Regions from separate parts of the Sus scrofa genome. Here region 2 is linked to region 1. Evidence: chromatin contacts called from public Hi-C data. All regions are on one chromosome and are shown on one strand. The core of a region is the stretch at or near the end of the contact, and the rest is flanking DNA. Distances in the headings are between cores, read along the strand shown. Region 1 holds the start of F2 (coagulation factor II, thrombin). Region 2 overlaps ARHGAP1 (rho GTPase-activating protein 1).

What was found. Hi-C and Micro-C count contacts between places; a contact is called where the count stands out from the background.
Region 2: a Hi-C map of skeletal muscle shows a contact between it and region 1, with 2.0 times the contacts expected there. The contact joins the enhancer-like site here to the promoter of F2 in region 1. A contact is called at or near these places in 1 of 5 promoter capture datasets (liver), 6 of 47 Hi-C or Micro-C datasets (embryonic fibroblasts, liver and skeletal muscle) and 1 of 2 datasets of contacts at active chromatin or transcription factors (skeletal muscle).

Annotation. Positions count from the first base shown.
Region 1 is chr2:15,817,165-15,822,425 of Sscrofa11.1, reverse strand. F2 (coagulation factor II, thrombin) reads left to right here and starts at 3,303. Exons shown (of 14, transcript NM_001122985.1): 1 at 3,303-3,389; 2 at 3,772-3,935; 3 at 4,832-4,856; 4 at 5,085-5,135. The coding sequence starts at 3,311.
Region 2 is chr2:15,853,478-15,858,738 of Sscrofa11.1, reverse strand. ARHGAP1 (rho GTPase-activating protein 1) reads right to left here. Exons shown (of 13, transcript XM_003122825.5): 13 at 4,558-5,261. ATG13 (autophagy-related protein 13) reads left to right here. Exons shown (of 17, transcript XM_005660949.3): 17 at 1-1,880. Among named protein-coding and RNA genes, the nearest start is that of ZNF408, 22 kb to the right of the region's middle. Within about 2 kb of position 3,203, at least 48 of the 83 cell types and tissues checked have an H3K27ac peak or open chromatin away from gene starts, as enhancers often do. A contact at or near this core is called in embryonic fibroblasts, liver and skeletal muscle, where this site is marked.

The sequences.
Region 1 (5,261 bases), core at 2,054-4,553:
TTTTTTTTTTTTTTTTTTTTTTAGGGCCACACCTGTGGCATATGGAAGTTCCCAGGCTAGGGGTTGAATCAGAGCTACAGCTGCTGGCCTATGCCACAGCCACATCAATGCCAGATCCAAGCCAAGTCTGCGACCTACACCACAGCTCACAGCAACTCGGGATCCTTAATCCACTGATAGTCAGGTTTGTAACCCACTGAGCCACAATGGGAATTCCCTGATACTGAATTTTTTTTTTTTTTGTCTTTTTTAGGGCCGCACCTGTGGCATAGGGAAGCTCCCAGGCTAGGGGTCAAATTGGAGCTAGAGCTGCTGGCCTACACCACAGCTCATGGCAACAATGGATCCTTAGCCCACTGAGCAAGGCCACAGATTGTACTGACATCCTCATGGATACTAGTCAGGTTCGTTAACCTCAGAGCCACAACGGGAACTCCCCTGATAGGGAATTTTTAAAGAAATTAGTGAAGTGAGAACTTTTCACCATTCCACTCCAAGGAAAAAGAAAAAAAAAAAAAAAAGGCTCAACATCATTGGTCAACAGGGAATACAAATTAAAACCACAATGGGAAAATTGACACAACATTGTAAATTAACTATAATTTTTTTTTTTTTTTTGTCTTTTTGCCTTTTCTAGGGCCTCACCCACGGCGTACCGAGGTTCCCAGGCTAGGGGTCTGTCTAATCGGAACTGTAGCCACCAGTCTACGCCAGAGCCATAGCAACACAGGATCTGAGTCTTGTCTGCGGCCTACACTACAGCTCACGGCAATGCCAGACCCTTAACCAACTGAGCAAGGCCAGGGATCAAACCCGCGACCTCATGGTTCCTAGTTGAATTCGTTAACCACTGAGCCACGATGGGAACTCCCAACTACAATTTTAAGTGTTAAAAAATAAGGGGAAAAAAAAGAAATACAGAAACAGATTAAATATACAAAAAACAACAACAAAAACCATCGCGAGACACCTGCACATCCATCGGAGTAGTTGATGTGAAATGGATAGAGGTTGGTAGGATTGCTGGTGGGGGTATAAACCAGTACAACCACCCAGAACAACTTTGTGTCAACACAACTTAATCAAAACATATACCTGCCTTATGACCCAGAAAATCCACTCCCGGGCATGTACCCAACAGAAATCAGCACTTATCTGCACCCAAAGACCTGCACATGAATAGTCACGGCAGCACTATTCATTGTAGCCCAAATGGAAACTAATCCACATGCCTATCAACAGGTGAATGGATAAATAAAATTGCAATATTCATGCAGTGAAATACTGCGCAGCTTTAAAAGGAACAGACTGCTGATACAACAGTCCTGAACCTCAGAAACATGCTAAGCAAGAGAAGCCAGACAGAAACAGGTATATGCTGCTAGTTTCCAGTTATATGAAGTTCCAAAGTAGGTTAGCCCCTAGCCTGGGAACCTCCATATGCCGCGGGAGCGGCCCTACAAAAAGCAAAAAGACAAAAAAAAAAAAAAAAAAACCAAAAAAAAAAAAAAAACAGGAGTTCCCGTTGTGGCTCAGTGGTTAACGAATCCGACTAGGAACCATGAGGTTGCGGGTTCAATCCCTGGCCATGCTCAGTGGGTTAAGGATCTGGCGTTGCTGTGAGCTGTGGTGTAGATTCCAGATGCGGCTCGGATCCCTAGTTGCTGTGGCTCTGGCATAGGCCTTTGGCTACAGCTCCAATTAGACCCCTAGCCTGGGAACCTCCATATGCCGTGGGAGCAGCCCTAGAAAAGGCAAAAAGACAAAAAAAAAAAACAAAAAAAAACAAAGTAGGTTAGAATCGCAGTTATTTCAGACTCAGAAGAGTCTGCTGGGGGCTGGAAATGTTCCCTTTCTTGATCTGGTGGTGGTTACATGGGTGTATGCATAAAATTTTCAGTTAAACACTTAGGAGTTGTTTAAGCATTACTGTATATAAGCTGAACATCAATTTAAAAAACATACTGAGAAGTTCCTGTTGTGGCTCAGTGGTAAGGAACCTGACAGGATACGAATTTGATCCCCGGCCTCACTCAGTGGGTTAAGGATCCGATGTGGCCATGAGCTATGGTGTAGGCCTCAAACATGGCTCTGATCTGGTGTTGCTGTGGCTATGGTGTAGGCTGGCAGCTGAAGCTCTGACTCAACCCCTAGCCTGGTAACTTCCATGTGCCACGGGGTGCGACACTAAAAAAAAAAAAAAAAAAATTGAAAAGTAGGAATGGATATATATATATGAAGTAGACCACCCAGGAATTAAGCTGATTTGTGGGGTTCCTGGCCCCCAGTTCTCTGCCAACCCTCTCCCCTGTTTTGCACCAGGCCCCTCCCTGTGGTCTTCCCAGATTGTACATGACCGAGGCCCAGACCCTGAACAGCCAGGCCCAAGGGACTGCAGGACAAGAACCTGTACTCCCTGTGTTCCTGCTCTTTGGCCCTTTGTCCCAGTTCGACCCAGGACTAATATTTACCTTTCATACTGCAAACAGGAAGTGGGGGAGAGATGGGAGCAGAGCTGGGCAAGGAGTAGTGTGGGACCAGTAGCCACTCCAGGTCTGGCCCCAGGCAGACAGTCATATACCTACTCCGGGGCAGGCCGCAAGTCCTGGGAGAGAAAGCAGACCAGAAGCCAGAGAGGCCCTGGGCCTGGCTCCTCCTCTTAGGCAACCAGCACTCACAAACATGCCTCCAGGGCTTCCAGACGAGGAAGAGGGGAAATGGGACCCTCATCAGGGCGGAGAGGCTGGGGCCAAGGTCCAGCCCAGTGTGACCTGGGACAAGGTAGCAGCTCTCAGCTGGCTGCTCCCTTGCCTCTGTTTTCTCACATCTGTGCGTGGTGATGACACATACCTCCTCGCTGGTTTACATCCATGTAGATGATTATTAAGCTCTTGCTATGTATTTATAATCTCCTTTAGTCCTCACAATAAGATACTCATCCCATTTTACAGATGAGGAAACCGAGGCCCACAGGGATCAAAGCAACCACCACCTGTGCATGTGTTAGGATTGGAAGGAGACTTGGGAAGAGCTCGTGACCCCACTGGCCTAGGTTGGCCCGTGCCTCCGGGAGGGAGGGGCTGGACAATGGTGGTTACGTTGATCTTTGCTACACGACTCCGTCCCAGACCATCCATCCCTGGTCCCAGGAGGACCTGTCCTCCCAGGTGGCGGGAGTGAACTATCTATCCACTTGTCCCCATGGCCCTGACCCGCTGACCTCTGTCTCCCAGCTGATTTCTTCATGTTAGTTCAACATTAACCCAGAGGGGTCAGGAAAAGCCCTCAGAGTCCTGGGAGCCGACACACTATGGCGCACGTCGGAGGCCTGTGGCTTCCTGGCTGCTTGGCCCTGGCTGTCCTCGTTAGCCTTGTGCACAGCCAGCATGGTAAGGGGGGCCTGGAAGCTGGGACAGACCGGCAGACTGGGATGTGGGCCAGGGGGCTGGGGTCTCCTGGCTCGACAAAGAACACGGCGCCGGCCCCCAGCCGGGTCTCAGCTCACGGTGTCCAGCTGAGGGAAGGAGCCGGGTGCTCAGGGCTGGACAGACAGGGACTGCTTCTCCTCTTGCAATACCGGGAGAGGGCTGGGGCTGACCTGTGAAAGGAGGGGTGCTAGTGGGCTGCTGTTAGCAGCCTCTGGGGGGCAGCCGCCATCCCAGAATCTCCCTTTTGGAAGCCAGCAGGCAGGCCAGGCTTGCTTCCTGCCCCCATGGTGGCCAAGACAACCTGGCTCCCAGAGGCCACTGTCCCACGCCCCTCCTCCCGCAGTGTTCATGGCCCCTCAGCAAGCACTGTCGCTGCTCCAGCGGGCCCGACGCGCTAACAGCGGCTTCTTCGAGGAGATGCGGAAGGGCAACCTGGAGCGAGAGTGCGTGGAGGAGCAGTGCAGCCGCGAGGAGGCCTACGAGGCCCTGGAGTCTCCCAGTGAAACGGTGAGCTCCCCCGAGAGGGAGACCCCAGCTGCAAGAGCACAAAGGAGGGGGGTGCGGAACCTGGCAGCTCTTATCTTCATCTCTGGGCCCTGTTTCACTGGGCTGCCATGATGAGCAGCTCAGCCTCTGGGAGGCCCTGTCACTTGGGCTGTGTCAGGGTCCTGGGGTCTGGTGAGGCTTCAGCATGTCAGGGGTCCTCCCCGGTCTTCAAACATCTGTCTATGTTGGGGTCACTAGAGCCCCCAGTCCTGGACACGTAGCCTATCAACTTTAGTGTTTGTTTTGTTTTGTTTTTGTTTTTGTCTTTTTGTCTTTTCTAGGGCCGCTCCCGTGGCATATGGAGGTTCCTAGGCCAGGGGTCGAATTGGAGCTGTAGCCCCCGGCCTACACCTGAGCCACAGCACCGCGAGATCCAAGCCGAATCTGCAACCTACACCACAGCTCACGGCAACGCCAGATCCTTAACCCACTGAGCAAGGCCAGGGATTGAACCTGCAACCTCATGGTTCCTAGTCGGATTCATTAACCACTGAGCCACGACGGGAACTCCAGCTTTAGTTTTGCTGTGACTTGTGTGCCCCCTTGGGAGGTGGGTGTCTGGTCAGGCCCAGAGACCAGCTTCCCCTTCCCGGAGGCTCTGCCTGGGCCCCTCTCCTCCAGTCCACCCCCACCAGGAGATTCCCTTTCAGCCTTGGCCAACAGAAGATGGGGGGCTCCTCTCTCCTCAAATACTTGGGTTTTTGGGAAAAAAATTAGGAAACTCTGCCACAACCTCCCCAGAGCCAGCCCTGCGTGACCAGGGTAAGGGAAAGAGGATGGTCTAAGAAGGCAGAAAGTTTACTAAAAAAACAAAGCAGGATCCTGCCACAGCCTCACTCTCAGCCCTTGTTTTTCAGGATGCATTCTGGGCCAAGTACACAGGTGAGCACTGGGAAGGGTTTGCTCCAAGAAGGGAGTCTGGGGACCCCAGAGAGAGAATGCTCCGTCCCTGAGACCCTTCTGGTCCATCCAGGCATCCCTGCCTCCACCCAGGTCTCTCCCTTCTATCTATCTGCCCATCTCTGTTTCTGAATGTCATCCCATCTACCCTTCGCTTGAACCCATCCTGTCTCTGCCTTGATCTCAGTGGTTTTTCTGGGTCTTTTCCAGCTTGTGAGTCAGTGAGGAAATCTCGAGAAAAGCTGGTTGAATGTCTGGAAGGTAAGGAACTGACATGGGGGTTGGGGGGACAGGATATGAGGGGATAGCCTTGGAAAAGAGCACAGTAGGGGTGGGTGAGGAGTTGTGGCCCAAGGGTGGTGGCCTCTGGCATCTGACATTGCCATT
Region 2 (5,261 bases), core at 1,954-4,453, 36 kb before region 1:
CTCCTCCCTCCGGCCCCCTGCCCTGGGTTTGCCCTGCAGCTGGCCCCTTGGCTGCCCGCCATCACCATCAACCGTCTGACATTCCAGCTGGTAGCCCAGAGGCTGGTGTGGAGGCAGGAGTAGGATGGAGAGAGTGCTGGGAGGAGGAAGGAAGCTCTCCTTCAGGGTCTTTTTCTCCTTTAATTCTGGTATTTTCCTACCCACCCCCGCCCCCCACCCCTTGCCTGTGTTTTTCATAATATGGCAGGCCTCCTGCCCAAGGTGATGAGAACTCTGAAGTCAGCCATTCCCACCCTTCAAGGCTGTGCCAGCCCATCCGAGCAGCCCTGGCGGCTGCCTGCTCAGCTGCGTGGAAGCAAAATCCTAAGTCTCTAGGATTCCGTCATTGGCGTCATGGCAAAGCTCCTTCTCTTTCCTCTCCTCCCTTCCCCTGTTGCTGCTCCTTGGCTATAGAACACGGTGAATATTTATTACTTTCAGAGAAATCAGCTATTTTATAGAGAAAATATGTTTGAGGTTAGATGTTTTCACTTGAGGAAGGTGGAGGGCCTCTTCGGGGGGGGCAGCCCCTCCTCCTGTGGAGGTTCCTCAGACTCCGGGCTGCTGCTCTGAGGACCTGCCTTCCCATGTACATATAAGGTGGGATCCAAGACCGGGGCTATCTGAGGGCAACAGAACCTCCCAGAATTGCTGCATTTGAACTGAAAACAGGCTCTGCCTTGGACATGTACATGCTCCTGGGAGAACCTTGAATCTCCTAGCTTCTCCAGAGAGACTGGCTCTGTTCTGGCAGCCCAGGAAGTCTTGGGTGCAAGACGTGATGACTCCCCAGAGTTGTGCCACATGTAGAGCCCAAGAGGCACAGTGTCCCAGGGAAGGCCAGACAGGCACCCCTTCCTTGTTCCTGTTTCTAGAGGCTGAGTTACAGGCCTTTTCTTCCTTCTGCCTGAGCCTGGCCCCCACCTGTCTTTATCCCCAGGGTCTGGATGCTGCCCTGAGGTTTGCTAGTTGGATTGGCTCCTTGTTAGAAACCAAAGCTGGGCATACGGTTGAGTTAACTCTCCAGGTATTATTACTTGAGGAAGTTGAGGGCCTGGCCTTGCCCACTGACCATCTGTTCCTCACTCCCTAAACTGTAGCTCCGGCCGAGGAGAACTAGGCCCACCCCACTCCTCCTGGCCCACCTGGGGTGTTCATTGGCAGCAGCTGTTCTGCAGCGGAGCAGGTGGCCCTCATTTGTTTATTAGTAAGTGCATGTGACAGCCAAAAAGGCTGATCTCAGGGCTGGGGTCAGCTCCGACACTGTCTCGGGCCAAGCCCTGCCCCTGTGCACACATTTTCCTGCCACAAAGAAATATTCCCAGTATCAGCATTCAGCTGGCCCTCCTATCTTTGGGCCAGAACACGCTCATGGCCTGATAAACCAGTCCAGGTTCACCCCCAAGGCCCTAGAACTGAGAAGGGTGAAGGCCCTGGTAAGTTCCTGATTGCTCCCCACCCCCACCCCAGTATCTCAGCTGCTGCCCTCCTTCCAAGGCCTCTTCGTTTCCCTCTGTGTCTCTAATTGTGGGCCTCTGCAGGCAGCAGCCTTTCTTCAGGATCCCATCAGTGAGAGGCCAGGGAGACTGAGCCCTGACTTTGAGCTGAGCCTGGGAGGAGCAGAGCAACTGTCAAGGCCGGCCCTTGCCCCTCAGCCCTGTACAGTGAAAGGTATGAGCCCTAGACTGACTTGCGCAGCACCCCCGGGACAGGGCTGGGACCAGTCGTGTCTCCAGGTGGGGAGAGCCCCTCCCCGTCCTCCAGCCGACTTTATTTGGAAATATTGAGCTATACTTTAAAATGTATTCAGGAGATTTCCAATAAACTTTTTCTGTACTTTACAGCGTCCTGTCCTGCAAGTTGTCTAAAAACCTAGCCCACTTTCTCCCACTTCTGTGCAGGCCCGGGTTGCCAGCAGGCTCCATGGAAGGAAGAGCGGGCCCCGTGAAGCACAGCGAGGCTTCGGAGCCAGGCAGGCTGTTTGGAGTCTTGGGACCTTGGGCTGGTCAGGAAACCTCCTAGAGCCTCCTTTGCCTTGGCTGTAGTGTTCTCATTTCAGGGGTTGTGTGTGAGTACTCAGTGACGTGATGCATCTGAAGTAGACGTGAATGTGTGAAGAGGCCCATAGTAAAATCCTCAGAACGGTAGGTAGGCCATTACCTTCAGCTCTCTCTCCTCCCACAGCACGGCTCACCTCTCACCCTGGGCGGCTGCAGCCTTTGGCTCAGAGGGAAGGACAACTGGCAGGTCTCTGCAGAGGCCGGGCAGGGGGTGGGGCACTCCCCAGGCTGCCGGGGATGTTTGCTGATCTGGTGTGAGGGGTTGTGACTGAGCAAACCCAACAGAAGGGAAGAGACTGGGTGAAGGAACGGGGGAAGTTCAGGGCCTGTGCAGTTTGCTTAGCTGCCCTGATCTGACAGACAGCTCGAGCCAGGGCACCGGGCTGGTCTCTGAGGATCCAGGAGAAGTAGAAGAGCCCCCTGGGGGCTTCCTCGACAGGTGTCAGCCCTGGCAAAGCCAGCTCCTTCTTCCTGGTTTGGAGGGAGATGGGGGGCAGGGGGGAGGGAGTGGAAGGTGGAACTGGAGACAGAGACAGAGGTGGTTCTAGAGACCAGAGGCTGACAGGCCTGGGCAAGTGCTGTCTTGGTTGCCTCCCACGCCCTTCAGGCTGAAGCCAGGCCCCAGGGCAGAAGAGGGCCAGTTAGAAAATTCTTAATTCAGGAGTTCTGTGGCTCAGCAGCTTAGGGATCTGACAGTGTCTTGGCAGTGGATCAGGTCACTGCTGTGGCATGGTTTCCATCTCTGGCCCAGGAACTTCTGCATGCCACAGGTATGGCCAAAAAAGAAAATTCTAAATTCAGCCCAAACCTGGGGCTGAAAAGAATGGGCCTGCCCACTGCTGCCTTTATGGGTCCTGGGAGTCTTGGCTCGTTAGTGAACTGCATATTGACGTCGACCGTTATACCTGACTGTGCACCCAACCCCTGGGTCAGAAATGGTTGAAAGATTGTCCTCAGAGTCCTCACCTTCAGTCGAGGTCCCCCAAAAGCACAGTGTTTAGTTGCCTCATGTCTGACGTGTTCTGCCCCTTTAAGCCGTGTCCCTACACTCTGCCCCCAGAGACTTACTGTTGCCAAGGCGAGGGTAAACTGGCTTTTGAGTCACTCTGCAGAGGCCCTGCCAGGAATCCAGCCCGAGTAAACAGCTCTCCCGAGAGCCCCATCTCATTTCCCAGGGTCACTGCCCCTCTGTTCTAAACAGTCCCCAGCTAGAGCTGAGCAGAGCCAGGGAGACAGGCCACCTTCTCTCTGAGCTACCTGGACGATGGTCACAGTTGCGCAGCAGGACTGGCTTTTGGGGGCTCAGTGCCTGTGTACGTAACCATTGTGTTAGCACCACTTGATCCTGCAGCTTTGGTCTGGGCTTCCCCAGCCCAAACAAGCAAAGAGGAGAAAAAAGAACAGGCCTGACTGGTGCCTTTAGAGCCTCCCGATTGCAGTCAGCAGGCAAACAGCTGGAACTTGACAACTGTGCCCACTGAAATTTTGGCCTACCCGCCCTGTGACAAACCACTTTTTAAACTTGTGGTAAAATACATGGAAATGTTACCATCTTAACCCTTTAAAGCAAAGCAAAGCATGCTCAGGAGAAGAAAGGAAAGCTGGATCCTCCATAGCCTCCATGGGACTAGGTGGCAGGTGGAAACAGCCGAGGCTGTCAGGCTGGGGGGAGGATGAGGAGGTCCAGAATGGTTAGGAGGTGAGGTCAGATTGCTACCCTGGCTCATCTATGAAATGACCATCATTCTAGTTCCCAGTGGGCACCTATTCTGTTACAGCGTAGACTTTACAGTTGGCCCTCACAGTTGTAGGTTCTACATCCGAGAGCTCCCCCAACCTCGGAGGAAAAGAAAAAATATTTGGGAAAAAAAAATGCCAGGAAGTTCCAAGAAGCAAAACTTGTATTTGTTGCATGCTGGCAGTATTTCCATGGCATTTACACTGTGTTAGATAAGTAATCTAGAAACGATTTAAAGAGAGGATGTGCGTAGGTTACATTGCAGATACTACAACATAAGGGACTTGAGCATCCTTGGATTTGGGTATCGTGTGCTGGGGTGGGGGGTGGCTAGAATCCATCCCCTGCACGTAGGGACAGGCAGGTGTATTTCTGATCTTTAGAGACATGAAAAATCAGTCTCAGAGATTACATGACAGTTGCCAGTTAGAGCTGGTGGTAAGTGAGGGAATGAGGATTCAAACCCTGGTCTGACCCTAAAGCCCCTGCTGGTCCACCACAGTTCACTGTGTTAAGGATCCAGTGTTCACTGCCGTGGGTTGGGTCACTGCTATAGCATAGGTTCAGTCCCTGACTTAATACCGCTCAAGAGTGAGCAGGATGAGGAAGGGGTGATGTGGACTGGGGAGGCGACTTCCTGAGGCCCCATCTGCTCCTCCGCAACCACACACCTCCCACCCAGTTCTGAGCCTCCATGTACTTCCTTAACAGCCAGATGGGTAGTTTTGAACTCCTTTTTTATTGAAATATAAAAAGTGCAAAGGTGAAATACATGATTGGTGCCAAGGAAGTCACTAAGTGTGAATGTGAACACTTGATTCACAGTATGAGCCCCCTACCCCGGGGTAAAGACCAGTGGGGGGAGGGGCGGAGAGACCAAATAGATCCACGAAGCTCCCCAGTAAGTGGGGTTGTGAGTGACACCTGATATACCAAGGAAGGCAGAAAGCAGAAGCCCGGGCCTGGACTGGAGACAAAGGGACTGATGGGGAACCAGCAGCCATGCCAGGCCCCAAATCCTGACATGCTAGTGCCCTGGGGAGAGAGCCCAGTGAGGTCAAGGCCCAGGCCACACCTGGTTCACAAATGGGGCAGGGCTGGTCAGTGAGGACCCCCATGGTACAGGCTCTGTGGCAATGGGGTTCACCAGGAAGGGACACAGCTGGAAAGAGGGCTATCCATCATCATCAGAGTCGGGAAGAAGTTGCTAGAACTTACCACCAGGGGCTGATCTAACTAGCAGAGTCTCTGCCCAGTCCCTCCAGGGGTTCACAACTGGACTAAGGAGCCACCACAGATCCTGAGGCACTGAGTCACCCCAGGCCAGAGCAGGGACCTGTGTGACTCCACAACTGACATGGCTAAGGATCTGCCCAAGTCATGGGGAGGGGCGGCAATGCTTGGGGGCAGGGCAGGGACTGCTT